2 separate regions of the Mus musculus genome follow, and region 1 is linked to region 2. The links are chromatin contacts, called in public HiChIP or PLAC-seq maps. All regions are on one chromosome and are shown on one strand. The core of a region is the stretch at or near the end of the contact, and the rest is flanking DNA. Distances in the headings are between cores, read along the strand shown. Region 1 overlaps Gng4 (guanine nucleotide binding protein (G protein), gamma 4). Region 2 holds the start of Gng4 (guanine nucleotide binding protein (G protein), gamma 4).

Region 1 (2,700 bases), core at 41-2,540, 44 kb after region 2:
CCTATAATGCTGTGGAGAGTATATGATTTCACAGACACCATGGTTCTGAGACGAGGAGTGCAAAATGGCCTCCAAGGAGGTGACTATCATTTTTAGATGGGTTTGTGCCTTGCTACCCTCTCTTGCAGCTTTGGTGGAAGCTGTTCTTAGTTTCACTACTGGGCACGAGATGAGAGGCTAAGACTCTGGTTTTGTTGGGCTGTAAGAAGATCTCTTTATTCTGTGGCTCATGTTGGCATCATCAACCGACAGAGTAGACCATAGTCCACAAAAGTCAAGAAGTGGGGCAGCACCAGCAGTAGCAAAATCAGGTCAAGAGAACAGTGTGCTTTAATCTCCTACCAAACTGTCTCTGCTTTCCTGCCTCTCCTTCCCACACATCTTCCTTACATTCTCCTGTGGATGCCGTGTCCACTAGTAACTGTCCTGGGAAGATTCCCCTCCCTCACCCCCACCCCTGCCACTCTACCACTTGGACCCATTGAGCTTTCTGACTTATTCCTGAATTTCTGTTAATTCTCAGAGTCTTGTGATCAACCTTGTAAACTCATTATTCCACAAAGTCTCCTCATTTGGATGTGAATATTTTGTGAGGAGACAACTCTGCCAGAGTGTGTACTCAACAGAAATGTGTACATATCATCAGAAGAAATGCACTAGAGTGTTAGAGAAGTACTGCTTACAGTAACCATAGCCAGAAGGAGCCCCTTACACCCATGCCAAAGGAATAAACAGATGAGGGTAATTTGTGCAGTGGATTCTCAGCTCTGTCCACAGCTTGGTGTGAATCTTGCTGGCTTGAGGGACTAAGAGCAGGCAAGTCCAAGCTACAGTTCCATTTCCATACAGCACAGGCCTGGCAGGCCAACCCAAGCAGATTAAAGGAGGGACAGTAGCTATTATTCTCAAAGGGGCCACAGAGAGGGGACACAAAAGGCTTCTGGAATGTTCTGTCTCTGGATCTAGCTGTAGGTCATCCTGATGTGTTTAGTTTGTGCAAGTTCTCCAACTGTCCACTTTTGGGTGCTTTTCTGTATGTGTGTTATACTTCAATAAAACATCAGGCTTTGTGATTACCAACTGTGGATCCTTTTGCTATTGCCCCCCACACACCTTTGGTACTTTGTTCAATGTTTGCCTCTTCCTTAGATGTCCTTACCATGAAATTACTAAATCCCATTATTAGTAGGACACTTTAAGAGTGTGTTTGACAACAATCACCAGCTGGAGAACAGGTTTCTGGCATACACAGGTGCTTCCCCACACAAACACTATGCTCTGGGATTTGTGGGCAAACAGCAAGTCACACCATGTGACTTCCACTGAGTGGCTGAGACAACATCCTCAGCCTCTCTTGCCTTCTCACTTGCATTCTCAGGAACGAAGGAACAAGATGGCCTTCCAGGAAAACTCATAATTATAGTGACCTTTGGAGCAAGAGACCAAGATCCCATGAGGCCCTGTGGTGACAGGGAGCTGACACTGGCTGGAAGAGCAGGTGCTACAAGCTTCTTTTTCTCTCTGTTCCCAGCAGAGGGCTCCCCCACCTCCAACCTGGGATGTCTGTCTCAGAGTTCACTCCTTTCTCTGGGTTTCCCAGGGCCTTTGCTGTTCCCTCCCACAGCTCTGTTCCTAGAGTCCTGGGGTGATCAGAGAGCAGTGTCCTGCTGACCCTCTCACATAAGTCCAAAGGATTTTGTCTTTGATGCTGAGCTCCTGCTTCATGCCTGAGGAAACCAGGAGTTGTCAGCACCCTAACCCCAACTGAGGAGCCATGGGAGGGAGAACACCAACAGGTGGTGGGGGGGGGGGTGTCCTGTGGTGACTGCAGGAGCCTGAGGTGAAACAATGAGAGCTTGAGAACAGGGCTGTGGAAGAGGCTTGGATAGTGTTTATTTATCCTAAGCCTCTGGGTGGTAGGATCACCCCCCAAACCATGAGCACTCTGACTTCCAGTCCCATCTCCTGGGATGAGCACCTTCCCTTCCTTCCTGTGCGCAGAGCCACAGTGGTGGTAGATGAGCTACTGTCAAGCCAGGCTTCACACTCCTGGCTGAGAGCGTGGGTGGCTCAGTGACAACATTTTGCTAACCTATGGCGTTTTCAGACCCTCTTGTGGTAATTAAACATAGGCTATTGTCCCAACTCCATGACTTCAAAGATTTTTCAGAGCCATGATGTGACCTCCAACAGTTTGCTTGCTCTACAGTGCCCTGTCACCAGGCTCCTCTAAGCCATGTGCTCCTCCACACTGCCACTACACAGGGCTATCTCACTGGCTGTGTTCCTTGCTGACACAGGTTGCCTGACCTGATGTGGGCATCCTCTGCTTCTCTGTGCCAGGGCAGTTACTTTACAGATCTCAACTCAAGATCAGTAACTGCACTCACTGTCATATGGCCTCTCTGACCAGCCCACATCTGTTTCTAAGCTCTCCTGGCACTATGTGACAGTCCTGCATCTGTTCTCCTAATTTCCAAGGAATATTTGTCCCCCACTCTCATGCAAATCCCAGGAAGTCATAGACTCTGGTTTTTAGGTTTTTTTTTTTTTCTTTCTCCTTTCCTACAGTGTTTTCTTCTTGTAACTTAAATTTTAGAGGAAATTTCATACATGAGTACCAAATTCACATCACATCAATCCCTCTCCCCCTCCAATTCCTCCAACTTCCTTTCAAATTCTTGACCTTGTTACATGGAT
Region 2 (2,700 bases), core at 153-2,652:
GTTGCTTTTAATTATCCTTAATCATGATATACTTAGGATATTTAATGTGTCCCAGAGGTCCGATGTGTTACTCGTTTGGCCCCCAGAAGGGCTGCTCCTGGAAGAGGGTAGGGTCTTTGTATAGGAGGCTGCCCAAAAGGATACAACTCCCTCCAGAGCCCTAGAGACTGAATATTGGTCTGACAAGAAGGGGCCTGGGAGAAATGGAGGAGTCCCAGTAGCCACCCAGTCTACCGGAGAGTTTATCTATTGAAGTGCCATGCAGTTGAACAGTTGGCACAACTCGTTAGAATTCTGGTGAGAGGAAACCTAAGGTCAACTTTCCTGCAGCTGGTTTGTGGAAAGAGTGTACAACCGAGCCAGGGCTTGCAGGGGAGACGTGAATCCAAGAGGAAAAATAGTGGACACGATTGTGTGCTGCTTGAATTTTCAACAGTAGTGACTATAGGATCTCAGCCTCTGCCTTGTGAATATTACTGGCTAAATCATTGCGACGTCATTTAATTCTGAGGCCTAAAGGGACTCCTGGGAACTGTGAAGACAATCAGTGTGATTTCCCACCCCACTGCGTCTTTCCAGCCTCTCTGGGCAGTTTCACTCAGCAGCCTAAGTGCACCTCTGTCCACGGTACTGTGAGGCATGTCAGATAGATATGCGAAAATCTAAGGCACCCTGTGTAGTGTCACTTTCTGCAGGGATAGTTAGGGAAGGTGAACAGGAGGAAGGAAGATTTTCAAGAAATCTGTCAGTGGTGTTCAGACAGAAGTAATACGGTTTCCTCCTTCTTTATGCATTTACTGCCTGAAATGTTTTCTCTGCTTCTGTCTTCAGAGGGCTTTGTATTATTTCCTGAGTTGAAAAACAGACGTGGCTGAAGCTGCGTCTCAAGGAAGAGGAGTTTGGTAATTCATCGGTTTACAATGAGACTCACAAAACACAGTTCCATTAGGACGAGGCTTGGCAGGCCATGACCATCTCACCGTTGGGAGTCGCCAGGATTCCCCGTGGCAGCAGTTCCTTGCTGTCCACTCACACCCTTGTGACTGGCTGGGAGGCAGCTGTTCTGCCAAGCCTGGCCGGGTGGCGGTCTTGCCCGCGTTGCTTAGCGACGTCTGCGTAAGATTGGTGCGCATTTCCAGATGTTCAGCATCTGCGCTAACAGCGCCCACCTTCCTCGGCGTGAGGCACCCTAGGTGTCCCCAGGTGAAGTACCCTGAGCTGGCCGTCCCCACTCTGCACTTGGGGATCTGCCTCGAGCCATAAACCCTCCAAGGCTGCGCACTCCCCGGGAGGGCGGGTTTGGGTGAGGCCCGGGATTTGGGGCGCGCGGAGCCCGGAGTGGGAGCCCCAGTGACGCACCAGTGACGTCGGCGGCGGCGGGCGGGATTTCCCGGCCCCTCCCGGCGCGGGAGGAGACCTGCTGCGAAGGAGTGGGTGCGGCCAGCGTGGCGCAGCAGGCGAGGGTTGGGGGGTCACCGTCTTGCACCCAGTGGGCCCACTGCGCAGACCCGAGGTCCCGCTTGCGGGTGGCTTTGCTGTGGCTTGTGCTCCGTGCCGCGCCCCCTTTTCTCCCCAGACGCGCAGGGTCTTCTGTGGTCCGGGACCCCGCGGGTGGCGACGCGGGGCGCGCTTTCACTGAGCCCGGGGCGAGCGATGCCGCTTGGCCTGGCCAACCCCGTCGAGCGCCGCGCCGGGGACCCAGCCCGCGTCTGAGCAGCGCCGGCTGCGCGCCGGCTGCGGTAAGTGGCGCCCGAGGCCCCCGGGAGGGCGCGGCGCCTCGTCGGGGAACCTCGGTCCGGGCCCCGACAGCTCCGAGAGACCCTGGGCGAAATCTAAAAGTCTCAGAACTGAAGAGATATTCTAGCTCCTGGGTCTTCCCTGGAGGTGCCTCAGCACGCTTCACAAAGACCTGTGGTTCGTTGTGGTGGCGGCCGCTTGGTGCACGGCCGCGGGGCGCCTCCAGCCTAAGCCTCCCTAATGTCCACAGGTAGCCCGAGTCTCGGGGGACACAGCCGAATCCCCCGGGGTCGAGGAGGGCCGAGGCCCTCATGGGACTCTTCTTCATCAGTGGGGCGTAGAGGTCCCTTATGGCTGGCCATGATCATAAAGGACGCCCCCTCGTCCCACCCCCCACCATGCAGAAGATCACAGGAGATGGATGGCATGGCCACTGATAATTTTGTTTGGAGCAGTGTTTTGGCAGGGGTTCGCAGACGCTCTCTGCTTTCCCGACGCCAGGACAACTGCCTGGGGTAGAGAGGGAAGAGCACGGTGACCTGGGCGAGTTTGTGCCCTCCCTCTCGATGGCGACTGTCCCCGAAGCAGGTGCTGAAACGCGCTGCTGAGCTCACGGGGCATAGCTTTGGGAGAGCGAGCTTTGCTTTAATTTTTAGTCTCCTGGGAAATAATGAGGCAAGATGCCAGTTATGGCTGCAAAAGGCTCCTTCATTTAGACTAGTCTGCTTCTTGTCGTGTATTTTGAGCTAAGATGTGAGCGAGGGTACTTGCAAATGTGAAAGTTTGATCCAGTGATAGATAAATCCCGTCCTCGCTTCCCAGGCCTCCGGGGTCTGTAAAAGGCTGGCAGCAGACAGGCCGGCGTTTCAGCCAGAGCAAGTCTGCGAGACCGTGCTAGGGTTCCGGTGAAAAAGCGTCACTCCTGCCGTCTGCTCCAAAGCGAGGTGTGATGGCCCCCAAGGC

Evidence for each region. HiChIP or PLAC-seq counts read pairs in DNA pulled down with a chosen protein or histone mark.
Region 1: a contact with region 2 is called in an H3K4me3 HiChIP or PLAC-seq map of the 230-238 cell line, with 17 read pairs. The contact joins the enhancer-like site here to the promoter of Gng4 in region 2. A contact is called at or near these places in 2 of 39 promoter capture datasets (cranial neural crest and macrophages), 2 of 15 datasets of contacts at CTCF or cohesin (the G1E-ER4 cell line and large pre-B cells), 5 of 484 Hi-C or Micro-C datasets (cortical neurons, embryonic stem cells, large pre-B cells and 2 more), 4 of 115 datasets of contacts at active chromatin or transcription factors (the 230-238 cell line, VIP interneurons and embryonic stem cells) and 2 of 9 other capture datasets (embryonic stem cells and liver).

The regions. Positions count from the first base shown.
Region 1 is chr13:13,826,816-13,829,515 of GRCm38.p6, forward strand. Gng4 (guanine nucleotide binding protein (G protein), gamma 4) reads left to right here. Exons shown (of 4, transcript NM_010317.3): 4 at 1-1,080. Among named protein-coding and RNA genes, the nearest start is that of Gng4, 44 kb to the left of the region's middle. Within about 2 kb of position 1,291, at least 16 of the 459 cell types and tissues checked have an H3K27ac peak or open chromatin away from gene starts, as enhancers often do. A contact at or near this core is called in the 230-238 cell line, where this site is marked.
Region 2 is chr13:13,782,905-13,785,604 of GRCm38.p6, forward strand. Gng4 (guanine nucleotide binding protein (G protein), gamma 4) reads left to right here and starts at 1,403. Exons shown (of 4, transcript NM_010317.3): 1 at 1,403-1,739.